Regions from separate parts of the Mus musculus genome. Here region 1 is linked to region 2. The links are chromatin contacts, called in public Micro-C maps. All regions are on one chromosome and are shown on one strand. Each heading gives the region's core, a stretch centred on a gene start, on an enhancer-like site or on the middle of the called end of the contact. The rest is flanking DNA. Distances are from core to core; before and after follow the strand shown. Region 1 has its middle 37 kb from the start of Platr6. Region 2 has its middle 3.2 kb from the start of Gm5420.

Region 1 (5,084 bases), core at 1,421-3,920, 140 kb before region 2:
AGCATTTGGTTCCTGATTTGTTCTGATACCATCCTAACTAATTATGATGATCTAAAGCGAAAGAAAATTCTTCATGCTTCAGACATGCTGGGATTACAAGTGTGAGCTACGACACCCAGCCTATACTTATTTATCTACTTTAAGGATTTATTCCATTTTGTGTTTACATGTGAGTGTCTGCATGTGCGTATGCTCACTGTGTTTATGTTTAGGGCCCCGGAAAGCCAGGAGAGAGTGTTGAACTCTCTGGAACTGGTGTTACAGGTGATTGTAAGCCATGATAAGGATACTGGGAAGTGAACTCAGAGCTCTTCGCTGCTGAGGTGTCTCTTCTGCCTCAGTTCATACTTCTCTATTGTGGATTATTATTCTCTGTTTAAGCCATCATGGTTCATCTGCTGACAATCACCCTTTTTCTTCACTGCTTTTCTTCTTCCTAGAGTGTCTGCACCGTGTCTGCCACACATATTCTCAGTAGATCATAAATGCTTCATGAGTAAGCGCATACATGCACATAGACACATATCATGTAGAGGCAACTTATCCTCAAAACACAGAGTTTGTCAGACTGACCTTGGATGGGCACAGGAAGTGAAGTGTGTCGGGGACCATCTGGCTGTCGCACCTGTCTTGCTGCCTCTGAGGCGACTCGTGCGGCAGTATGTGCCTCTTTACTACATTTTTCTATCAGCAACATGAAGAGTTCAAACTGAAGGACACTTCACATCCTTTCCAGCCCCAGCCCCTAAACTCTACCACATACACTAATGATTCTAAAACAAAATATAGCAGGCTCATCAGCCTTGTCCTTGCAAAGGAGTACACCAAACTGTCATCCGCAGGGTTTTTAAACATGATAGGATGCTATTAACAATGCCGTGCAATACAGTGAGAAGTGTCCTGTGATGTTAGCTTGGTTAGCCACAGGGACAGAACTTTTTCTAGTTCCTGACAGACAAAATCTTTATTAACTCTTATGATCTGGATCAGCCACATGAATTGGATCCTGGGGAGGACCAACAGTATCAGGTATCTGGTTTCTGCCCTCTAATTATGCATGCAGACCTATAGCTGCACATGCACGTGTATATGTGTGTGTATATGTAAGTGTGAGTATGTGTGAGTGTGTGTGTGTGTGAGTGTCAGTGGGTTGTGAATGTGTGTGAGTGTGTGAGTATATATATAAGTGTGTGTGTATGTAAGTGTATTGTGTGAGTGTGTGTGAGTGTGTGTATGAATGTGTATGAGTGTGTATAAGTCCATGTGTGAGTGTGAGTATGTATGTGAGTGTCAGTGGATTGTAAATGTGTGTGAGTGTGTATGAGTATATGTATAAGTGTATGTGTGTGAGTTTAGTGTGTGTGTGAGTGTGTATGAGTCCATGTGTGAATGTTTAACAGATACTTAAATAAGGCATAGGTGAGTGGAACAACAAAAGGCTTTATGGTCTATTCTTCTTTTGTTTTTCTAAAGCCCAGTTAACTGTCAAGGGAATGTTATTTGAAAATTATTACACAGGCTCAGAAATGGCAGGTCAGGCTGATTAATTTATGTCAGTGGTCTAGGTCACTGCACACAGAAGAGGAAACAGATTTTAATGATGAATTCTGCTTGTCCATGGTTTCATGTTCTGATGTTTATCTTCTCCCAGCTGAGGGTATTTTGCTAGTGGATTTGATTTTGATTTCCATTTTTTTCCTTTACATTTTTAACTTTGGAGTGATTTTCAATGAATGAAGTTTTTAATTATATACTGAATACATAAGAAACCAATTTTCTATGTATTTTTGAATAGCAGGTAAATATTTCCAAGTATTCCTCTTGAAAAATAGCCCTGCTGTTAACAGATACAAACATGAAATAATCAATTGGGGGTGATGTACAGATTAATTGTTGCTTAAAAAGTATCTGGAAATATCTGGAAAAGCTACTTTAAGGTTTTAGAATCAGAGCATTAACTCATTTTATAAGCTGGTAGTTTTCAACTCTCTTTGACCATATCTGCTTTCATAGGAACCCATGTTCCTAATGAAAGCATGTGGCTCTGAGCAAAAGTTTACTGAAATTATCTTTCTTACAGTGAATGAAAAGCTCATTTTATAGAAAAAGTCTTAACTGTTATGGGGCCTAGAGGTACACACCTCTAATGCTGATGCCTGGGATTAAGAGACAGGAAGATGCTAAGTTCAAGGCCAGCCTCTGCTATAGCAAATTCCATGTCAGTGGGGGGTGGGGGGTGGGGGGTGGGGTAGGAGGAGGCCCTATCTCACATAACAGAAACGAAGTCTGCCATTAACTAAATTGATTTAGGACCCAATCATAAGTGGTAACTTATAGTTTGAAAAGTTCTGTTTGAAACCAACAAAATCTACCGAACACATTCCACGTGTCTGCTCACACTCCTGTGTGGTTGTTCAGCTCCGAAGAGGACGTGATAAAGAAACAGCTCTGCCAGTTTCCTGCTTTAAATTAACAGTGGTACTGATCACTCTCATTGTCAAGGAAGGCTGAGGCTAGGGGCCACTGCAGGCTCCAAGGACACCATCTCCCTCTTTAACCAGCACGTTGTTCTCAAGGCCCTGTGTTATGGCTGAGGGTGAGTGTAGCTGATCTTATCTGAGGGAAGGGGAGCCCCCCCTTCACATGGTTCCCCCAGAGTGAGCTCTGGGGACTGAAAGAATACAGGAAAGAGAGTTAGTAGGCAGGCACAGCCTCCCTGTGTCTAGCTAGTTGGCTTCAGATAGTGAACTGGGAGGCAACCCTGTCACCTCTCAGCCCCATGGCTGTCTGTCAGCTGAGGATCCCACTAAAGGCTCAGTGACAGACTTGTTGTCCATTGTTGGTTAGCTTTCCTGGGACAGCCTCAGCTATGTCAGAGATGACAGGCATTGCTCAGCCACAGCCAGTGTTTTCTCTTCTTCTTAAGCACATATGTAGTGAGACCATCTTTCTTGGCAGGTAGCATAATCATGTGACTGAAGCCATGGATGTGTGTGAGATGATGCGTGTTTCTTCCATGCTTGGCCTACAACCTCTTCCTACCACCAAGGACCTACATGTCCTGTGACTAAACAGAGAGAACTCTGGTAGCTTTGAGGAGGGAGAATCTCCCACCAACCATAGTGTGATATGGTTTGAGAATGGCATTCCTTAATCTCTCCAGCTTCCCTCCCTCCCTCCTTTAGTCCTTCTCTCCCTTCCTCCTTCACTCCCCCCATTACCTCCCTCCCTTCTTACCTCCCTCCCTCTATCCATCCCGTCCCTTCTCTCTATCCCCTTCTCTTTCATTTCTTTCTTTTTTCCTCTCTCTCTCTCTCTCTCTCTCTCTCTCTCTCTCTCTCTCTCTCTCTCGGGTTCTCAATCTATAACTCCAGTTGGCCCAGCGCTCATTGTATAGACCAGGCTGGTCTTTAACTCACAGATATCCATCTGCCTCTGCATCCTGGGATGAAAGGCATGTGCCACCATACCTCCCTCCCTCGGGGTGGGGGCGCTTTTTTTTTTTTTAATTTAAAAACCGTTTTTGAAAGCTATTCCCTAGCCATCTTTATCGCTGTTCTAGTCCCAATAGCTAGGAAATGAAAGCAGCCTGGTCACCCTTCACTGGCTTAACGAATAATGAAAAGGTGGCACATTTGCACAGAGGGATTCGATTCAGCTGTAAAGGAAAGGGAAATGACATTTTTAGACAAGTGGATGGAACCAGAAAATATTCTACTGAGCGAGCTAACACAGACCCACAAATTCCACATGTTCTCTCTTCGTTGTGGATCTAATGTCTAAATCTTTAGCTGTGAGCATATAACCCGCAGGAGCCAGGAGAGCAGGAATGGATCATGAGAGGAGGAAGGAGAGAAAGAGCTCTAGGCACAAGCGCTATGATAGAGGAAAGGGAAAAAAGTGGGGGGTGGGAGGGAGAGGGGGCAGGGCTAACGATGGAGAGGAGAGGAAGGAGAGAGAAATGGATCCAAGGACTAGAACTAAAAAGTCAAGCTAGACCTGACCTGGAAGCACCCTCTTACAGAGCGACCTCTCATGGTATCTGAAGGCTCCATGCACACTGCCCACCTATAGACAGTCCTTTCATCCTGTTTCACACTTGGGAAGATGTCTGTGTCAGCGGTGTGGATCCTCCGTGCTGCCTTCAGCCTAGAGACAGGCACAGTTACAAGGCAGCCATTTTCTGGAAACACAGAACTGCAGACACATGAACTGTTTTCCAGGTGTTTCTGCTGGGTGCTAAATACATAACAGGAACTAAAATAACCAGAATCAGAGAGCTGCCCCTCCCCCACAGCTTAACAGTGAAGCTGAATCCAGACCTTACAAACTCAATACACCAAGTGAGATTTATGCTCACCTCCAACTGATATTGCAAGTCAGAAGTAAAATGTAAGTCAACAGTAGAGATACTTTTATTCATTATATTTCGATTACAACATTAATTAATTGATTTTTTTAAAAAATACTTTTATTTCCGTGAATAAGCGTCTGGCCTGTGTGTGTGCCTGATATGCCTGATGCCCCTGTTTGTTCAGAGAGGACGTTAGACCTCCTGGAACTGGACCATCATATGGAGTCTAACCCAGGACCTCTGGAACAGCAGCCAGTGCTCTTAACTGCTGAGCCATCTCTCCAGCCCCTTCTTGAAAGCAAACGGGCATAACTCACATGCTTGCCCATAGATTTGCTTGGTTTGTCTCTGAGAGCGTTTCAACAGCAACCACCAAAATTTGAGTTTGTTGATATGGGCAGTTGAATGTAAAAATCTGGTTTTCTGGCATCCAGAGGATCTGGTGGCCTAGGGAAGTATTCTCATATGGGAGGATGCCTGGCTATTGCCCTGTTTAGATAGGTCATGGACTGGTCAGGGCACTGTCCCCAACTGACTATCTTCAATCATGTGATGTTACCAGTTTATCTGTGTTTTTATGTTTACACTTGGTACGTGGAGATGAGGTTCATTAAGTGGCATACAAGTATTTCTGCTGTTGTTACTTTAAAGGAAACAGGTTTGATATATATTACTATGTTACTTGAATACCTGCATGTCACCGTGTCATCTTCCGCATACCTTCCACCCA
Region 2 (5,573 bases), core at 3,039-5,538:
TCTGAAGTTGTGGCCCTAAAACAGACTGCTCTGGCTAGGATGGTTGGTTGGAGCCTGATGCTCTCTAGCTGAGGACCGGGCAAAGTAGAGAAGCTGAGGAGAATTAGGTAATATAAGCAAGCTGGGAGCGAAGAAGAGTGATCGGGGTACTTGAGGAAGAGAGAGATGTCTATAGTTAGATAAATTCTAAAAAAAAAAAGAAAAAAAATTTTTTTAACCTAGCCTTTTACAGGAAAGTCTGCTGACCCTCTGATATCACTGTATTCCGGTTTTGGAATCAGGCCCTTGGCAAGCCAACTACAGATGAGAGAAAGAGCACGTGGGGGGTCGGAACCAGGCTTTGAGGAATCATGTGCCTCTACTGGGGGGTACGGTAATCATTTACTTGCCAGAAAAGACAAGAAATATGTCAAGCTCTGCGAATAGGAGGAAGGAGATCTTGGTGGCAAAGATGTGGGTGTTATCAGGGGCACAGGCTAACGGCTTCCAGAATCTGGCTGTTGTTGAGTTCAGGAAAGGGCCAGGACCTATCGGATTGAGGTTATCGTGGTGGCTTCTCAGAAGAGGTCGAACTGTGGAGGTTGATCAGAGAGACCTAGGAAAGTACAGGTTAGAGGAAGCAGATAACCACAGCACAAAGGTAGGAAATAGAAGGTCACAGGGGAGTCATAGGTGATAAGAAAGGGGCTTCATGGGGGAAGATCGGATAGATGTATTGTGCAGGAGGATTAGGCTCAGATGGTAAACTGCCTTGACTGTTGGGCTGCATCCACAGTCATTCAACTTGAAACAAGCCATTCAACCAAGGACTTTCCCCTGAATTTTACTTTCCCTTATGTAGTCGTCTTGCCTGCAAATCTGCCCCTTTAGTGTCTTCACACTCGCCTCTGGCGAAAGCCCATCCCCCATGTGTGTTCAGATTTCAAGAAATGAAAGAAAATCAGAGAAATTGATTCTTTTCTTTTAAAACAACTCAAATCACAAACCATACATTTAAAGGAGTACTTCTACCATTAATATTCAATTTAACAAGTTATATAAGGGCGTAGGCTTGTACACTTTCTACCAGAGTAGCCACGACTCAGTACTTGTAATGTCCTCTGACACTGCATAGACACACTTCCCTGTCTTTCTCTACTCTAGCTTGTTAGAAGAATGCAAACCCAGTTTTCTAGCTTCCTAATAGATTGTTTTCCTCATGGCTATACGCCATGCATGGGGTCCTGAAGATGGGCTTTTTACCATTACCTGCTGTCATTATACAGGTGAAACGGTATACCTATGTTATTTGTTTGCAACCTAAGTTTGTGCTCCAGGCTGTTTTTGAGACCGAGTTGCTGTTTAGAACAACCCACTAAGTACAATGCATTTATAGTCTTGATGGTCACACTTTTTTTTTTAAAACTTGGAGACAATTACTCTGTTTTGAAGAAAACACATTCAAATTAATATTGAAATAGACACGCAAGCAGTTGAGGAAAGGAAATGTCCGATACAAATGCTGTGCTCTCTGTTTGAGGACTTTTCAAAGCCTGGCATATCTTGCCTTGGAACTCCTTGTTCTTATAGGCATATAGGGTTCAGTTTATCACACCAAGTTCAGTTTGACTTGCCATGACATTCATCTGCACTCCTTTCAGAAGTTTGTTTTTACAAACTGCCAGTTCCGGCTTGTGAGCAGAGAGTTTCAGTTACGTCCTAGACTCACCATCCCTCACCCTGAGTCTACTAGCTAAAACTCACAAGGACACCGCTAACAGCCTCAGGTTCCCGTGCAGGACAGTTGAGCAAGACCCTTCACAGAACCCTGTGCACAGCTCAAGCTTTGGACGACAGCACAGTCCTTGGTTTTTTAACCCAGTTCTACTGGACATAAAATGAGCTTAACGGTGACAATTCTGTTGCTCATCACTGTTAGCTTTCGTGCTTGGGTGTACTAAATGACCAGCTTCAAAAATAAAATTGTCATCGAAATGACTCTACAGGACATTTCTCAGTTTCTGTGGTCTGATCTATTTCCTTATTCATTCAGGGAAGCTTGAAGACTTCGCACAGTGACACTTTGTTACTCAGCCTTAAGGGAGAAACATAACATTTAAAGTCCTTTTAAACAAATTCCATTTTCAGGAGTATTGACAACCATTCCATCCATTATTGCCCCAAAAGGGAAAGAAACTCAGAGTGGAGCAGAATACCCTTCTTAGGCTTTTCCTTTCTCTTGCCAACTTCACAGTGAGGGCTCATTTCTGAATAGTAAGCATATACTCCCCTCCCCTCTAGAACAACCTGGGGTGTAAAACAAAACAACAAAAATCTCCTGGGTCGCAAAAAGCAACCCCTCTTTTTTTAAAAGCATCTCTGTAAAGCAGTCAGCTCTGTAGATTATTCATGCTGCATGCATTTTCTAATAGGTAGTCGACAGCACTCCTATGAATGCTCATGATTTTCATATTAAAGTGGAAGAAACCCCGATGCCCTTTCCCCTCCACTCTTCCTTTGAAAACCCTGCTCGCTCCTGCGGAGAAGCCGCATCTCTCCTCCCCGAAGCACCGTTCTAGGCTTGTGTAATCATTTCAGCAGGCTGATGCTTTAATAACGATTTTTAAAATGTGAAATGAAACCCGCAGTTAAAGTTTACTGAAAACATAGGTTGCTGTAATTCCGTTGATAAAAGTACAGAAGTAGAAATGATTGGTGTATGTAGCTGCGCTCGGATCACATGACCCATGGCTTCTAGGGTGCAGCTGCTATCTAACCACCCGCTTCACCTCTGGCACCCAACCTGACAAGCATAAAAAGAGAAACAACACTGCAATGCCCCTTATCTCTTCTCTCTTATTATTGTTTTTTTTTTTGGGGGGGGGGAAGGCGAGCCAACAACCTGCCATACATGACTTATCAACAAACACCATCAATATGACACATTCTGTGACTGACTGTATTATGCAATCACCTCTACATGCCTTTGAAACACCGGCCCACACCCACCACCTCCCATAGATATCTAAAGAGAATTACAAAAGAAATACCCTAGATAAGAGATCTAGTCTACCCTAACTTGGACAGGAGAAAGTTGGCCTCGCCTTCATAAATATGCCATCCATCCATAAATATTCATACGTTCCTCTTAAATCAGCATACAGAATCCACCAGCCTTCTAAGCCCCTTTGGAACAGCCCACTCCATCCCTCTTTGCTTTGCTAAATCTACCTGTGGTTAAACTGCCCGTGTCCCTCCATGGAATTCTTCATTTGAGAAGACAAGGAACAAGTGGCACTGCCCATTGAAGAAATCTGCAAGTTATATTGTCTTCATTTTTTTTAACCATATGTGTTCTTTGATTAGTGTAAATATTGTCTACTCTTCACTCATGTAGAAAATTATTACTTAAAAAAATTCACTGACAAAATAACAGCCTGTGAAATCGTATGGCCTCAACACTTATACCTTAGCCAGAAATTATAGTACATAATTAGCAGCACACACACACACACACAGAGTCACAACCCACTCACTTACTCACACACAATTACACAACACACACACACAAACTCACACACCCACTCACATGCTCACTCACATACACTCACATACACACAACTCACACACAGTCACATATACATTCTCACATAGACACTCGGACACACATACACACATACACACACTCACACACATAACACATACTCACATAGAGATGTTCTCACACACACACACACACACACACACACACACACACACACACACGAAGCAGGAAAAAGGCAGGCAGAGAGAAAAAGGAAGCAAAGAGGAAGTGTGAGAAGAAAGACAAAGGAAGGGAAAACACAGAAGAGAGAAAATAAGGAGATAAAAGAAATTGCTCCCATTATGACTTTTAAATAGAAAATCCCTGCTAGGAAAGACAATAATAAGCCAGCATGAAAACAGAACATAGAAACAGAAAAAATTGTCACCTCTCAAATGTGTGTAGGTACTGAGACCAGAGAACTGTGGCTACACTCTTGCTAACCTTTACCATGAGAAACGGTGAATTCAAAGGAGGCACATAACCTTCCTGAACAGGGTTGGATCGGCCCCATCGACAAAGGTGGAAAGGTAAACAAACCAGGGGGCCAGCCCGGAAGTTGAATGCTTCTGTTGGAATCCAGTTGCACCACTGCCACAGTGACCTTGGCTGTGTTATATAATTTATTTACTCTCCTTTCTTCATGTGGGAACCCGTGATAAAGAATCCAGCAACCCTATCCACATCTCAGGGTCATCTGAGGACCGATGAGATCATCCGTTTGTGACAGCTCGATGAAGGTTGTTAAGCACCAAAGTACAGTATAGCATATGACCACAGTGAGCTTCGAGCTGTTCCCAGACTGGCTGGCAGTTGGAAGTCAGATAGAGAAAGGAGGAGGAGATGGGGTACAGCATTTTTTAAAAGGCAACCTGTTCTATTATCCACAGCTGAATTAAACACACAACACAATACACCACCACCACAACAAAACTCCGTGTGGACTTTTCTCTAAGTACTAAGTTTTATCCAACAGAGCTTAGCAACTGCATCTGAACACAGTGAGCTGGAGCAGCTAAAGATACCAGGGGTATTTTTTTTGGTGTTTTGCTTTTAAGTGGTTCTAACAATCCGTGGAGGAAGAAGGGAAGAAGACACAGGTGGCAAAGACTCGTGTGGTCAGGAGTCCTTGTCATCCCCACTCGGGTACAGACCACCGTGGAGAGCAGCTCACTGGAGGCTGCTACTGAGCGACACCCAGCAAACTAAGAGTTCCAGAACCCGCCTGGTGGCTTCTCTCTGACTAGCGGAGCCAAGTGTCTCCTGTCAGAGGTGGCTGGTTAACAGCGTGAGGGACTCAGGACAAGGACAGATGTCAGGGCAGAGAGGCTGACAGTTAAGCTCTCTGGCCTCTGACAGACAGCAGCTCAAACTTTCTGGGCTCCAGGAAGGAAACTCACATTTTGGAAACAGAAACAAAAGGCTTTCCCCTGCAACTGCTAGCATGTCGGACTGAATTTTGGAGGATTTTAAAAAAGAGCCATTGTTCACCCCCTCCCAGGCCTTAGCAAATCTTTCATCACTTTAAAAAAAAAATATGGTCTTAGCCTCAAGGCTTTGTTTGCATGAGGGTGTATGCTGCCCATGAGTGGAAAAGTCCCCTAAAATTTTCCGTTCTCTTATGCCCCTCCCTCCTTTGTCCAGTCATTCAGGTCTTTGTCTATTGTGACCCTAACATGCACTGATTCTCCACATCAACCTCATTTGAAATTTTAAACTTCAAATGCCCTAGTAAAGAAAAGCCACCAGACTCCTTTTGGCATAGAACCAGGTGTCTGAAGAGCCACGTGACAACTTGCTTCCTTAATTAAGTGATCATATTCATTAGAAGTTACATAGTTAAGTCCTTGTCAAAGATGATACATAGTCAGCAATGGATAGGAGCAATTTTGTCCCTAAGAGGACAGAGTTGTTTTTGTATTGCAGTCCCTTTCCCACTTGCAGTCTCTCCTGGCTTCTGTGTCTGGGGCAGGTGTTGACAGCTGTTGTTCTGTGGTAGGAATGGTTAGAG

What was found. A called contact is a pair of places that touch in the nucleus more often than the background predicts.
Region 1: a contact with region 2 is called in a Micro-C map of the G1E-ER4 cell line, with 2.9 times the contacts expected there. The contact joins two enhancer-like sites. A contact is called at or near these places in 8 of 39 promoter capture datasets (the C10 cell line, the HPC-7 cell line, cranial neural crest and 3 more), 1 of 15 datasets of contacts at CTCF or cohesin (the G1E-ER4 cell line), 7 of 484 Hi-C or Micro-C datasets (the G1E-ER4 cell line, cumulus cells, muscle stem cells and 1 more), 7 of 115 datasets of contacts at active chromatin or transcription factors (bone marrow-derived macrophages, embryonic stem cells, pancreatic cancer cells and 1 more) and 1 of 9 other capture datasets (embryonic stem cells).

Annotation. Positions count from the first base shown.
Region 1 is chr10:21,819,042-21,824,125 of GRCm38.p6, reverse strand. No RefSeq gene overlaps it. Among named protein-coding and RNA genes, the nearest start is that of Platr6, 37 kb to the left of the region's middle. Within about 2 kb of position 2,670, at least 20 of the 459 cell types and tissues checked have an H3K27ac peak or open chromatin away from gene starts, as enhancers often do. A contact at or near this core is called in the G1E-ER4 cell line, where this site is marked.
Region 2 is chr10:21,684,881-21,690,453 of GRCm38.p6, reverse strand. No RefSeq gene overlaps it. Among named protein-coding and RNA genes, the nearest start is that of Gm5420, 3.2 kb to the left of the region's middle. Within about 2 kb of position 4,288, at least 92 of the 459 cell types and tissues checked have an H3K27ac peak or open chromatin away from gene starts, as enhancers often do. A contact at or near this core is called in the G1E-ER4 cell line, where this site is marked.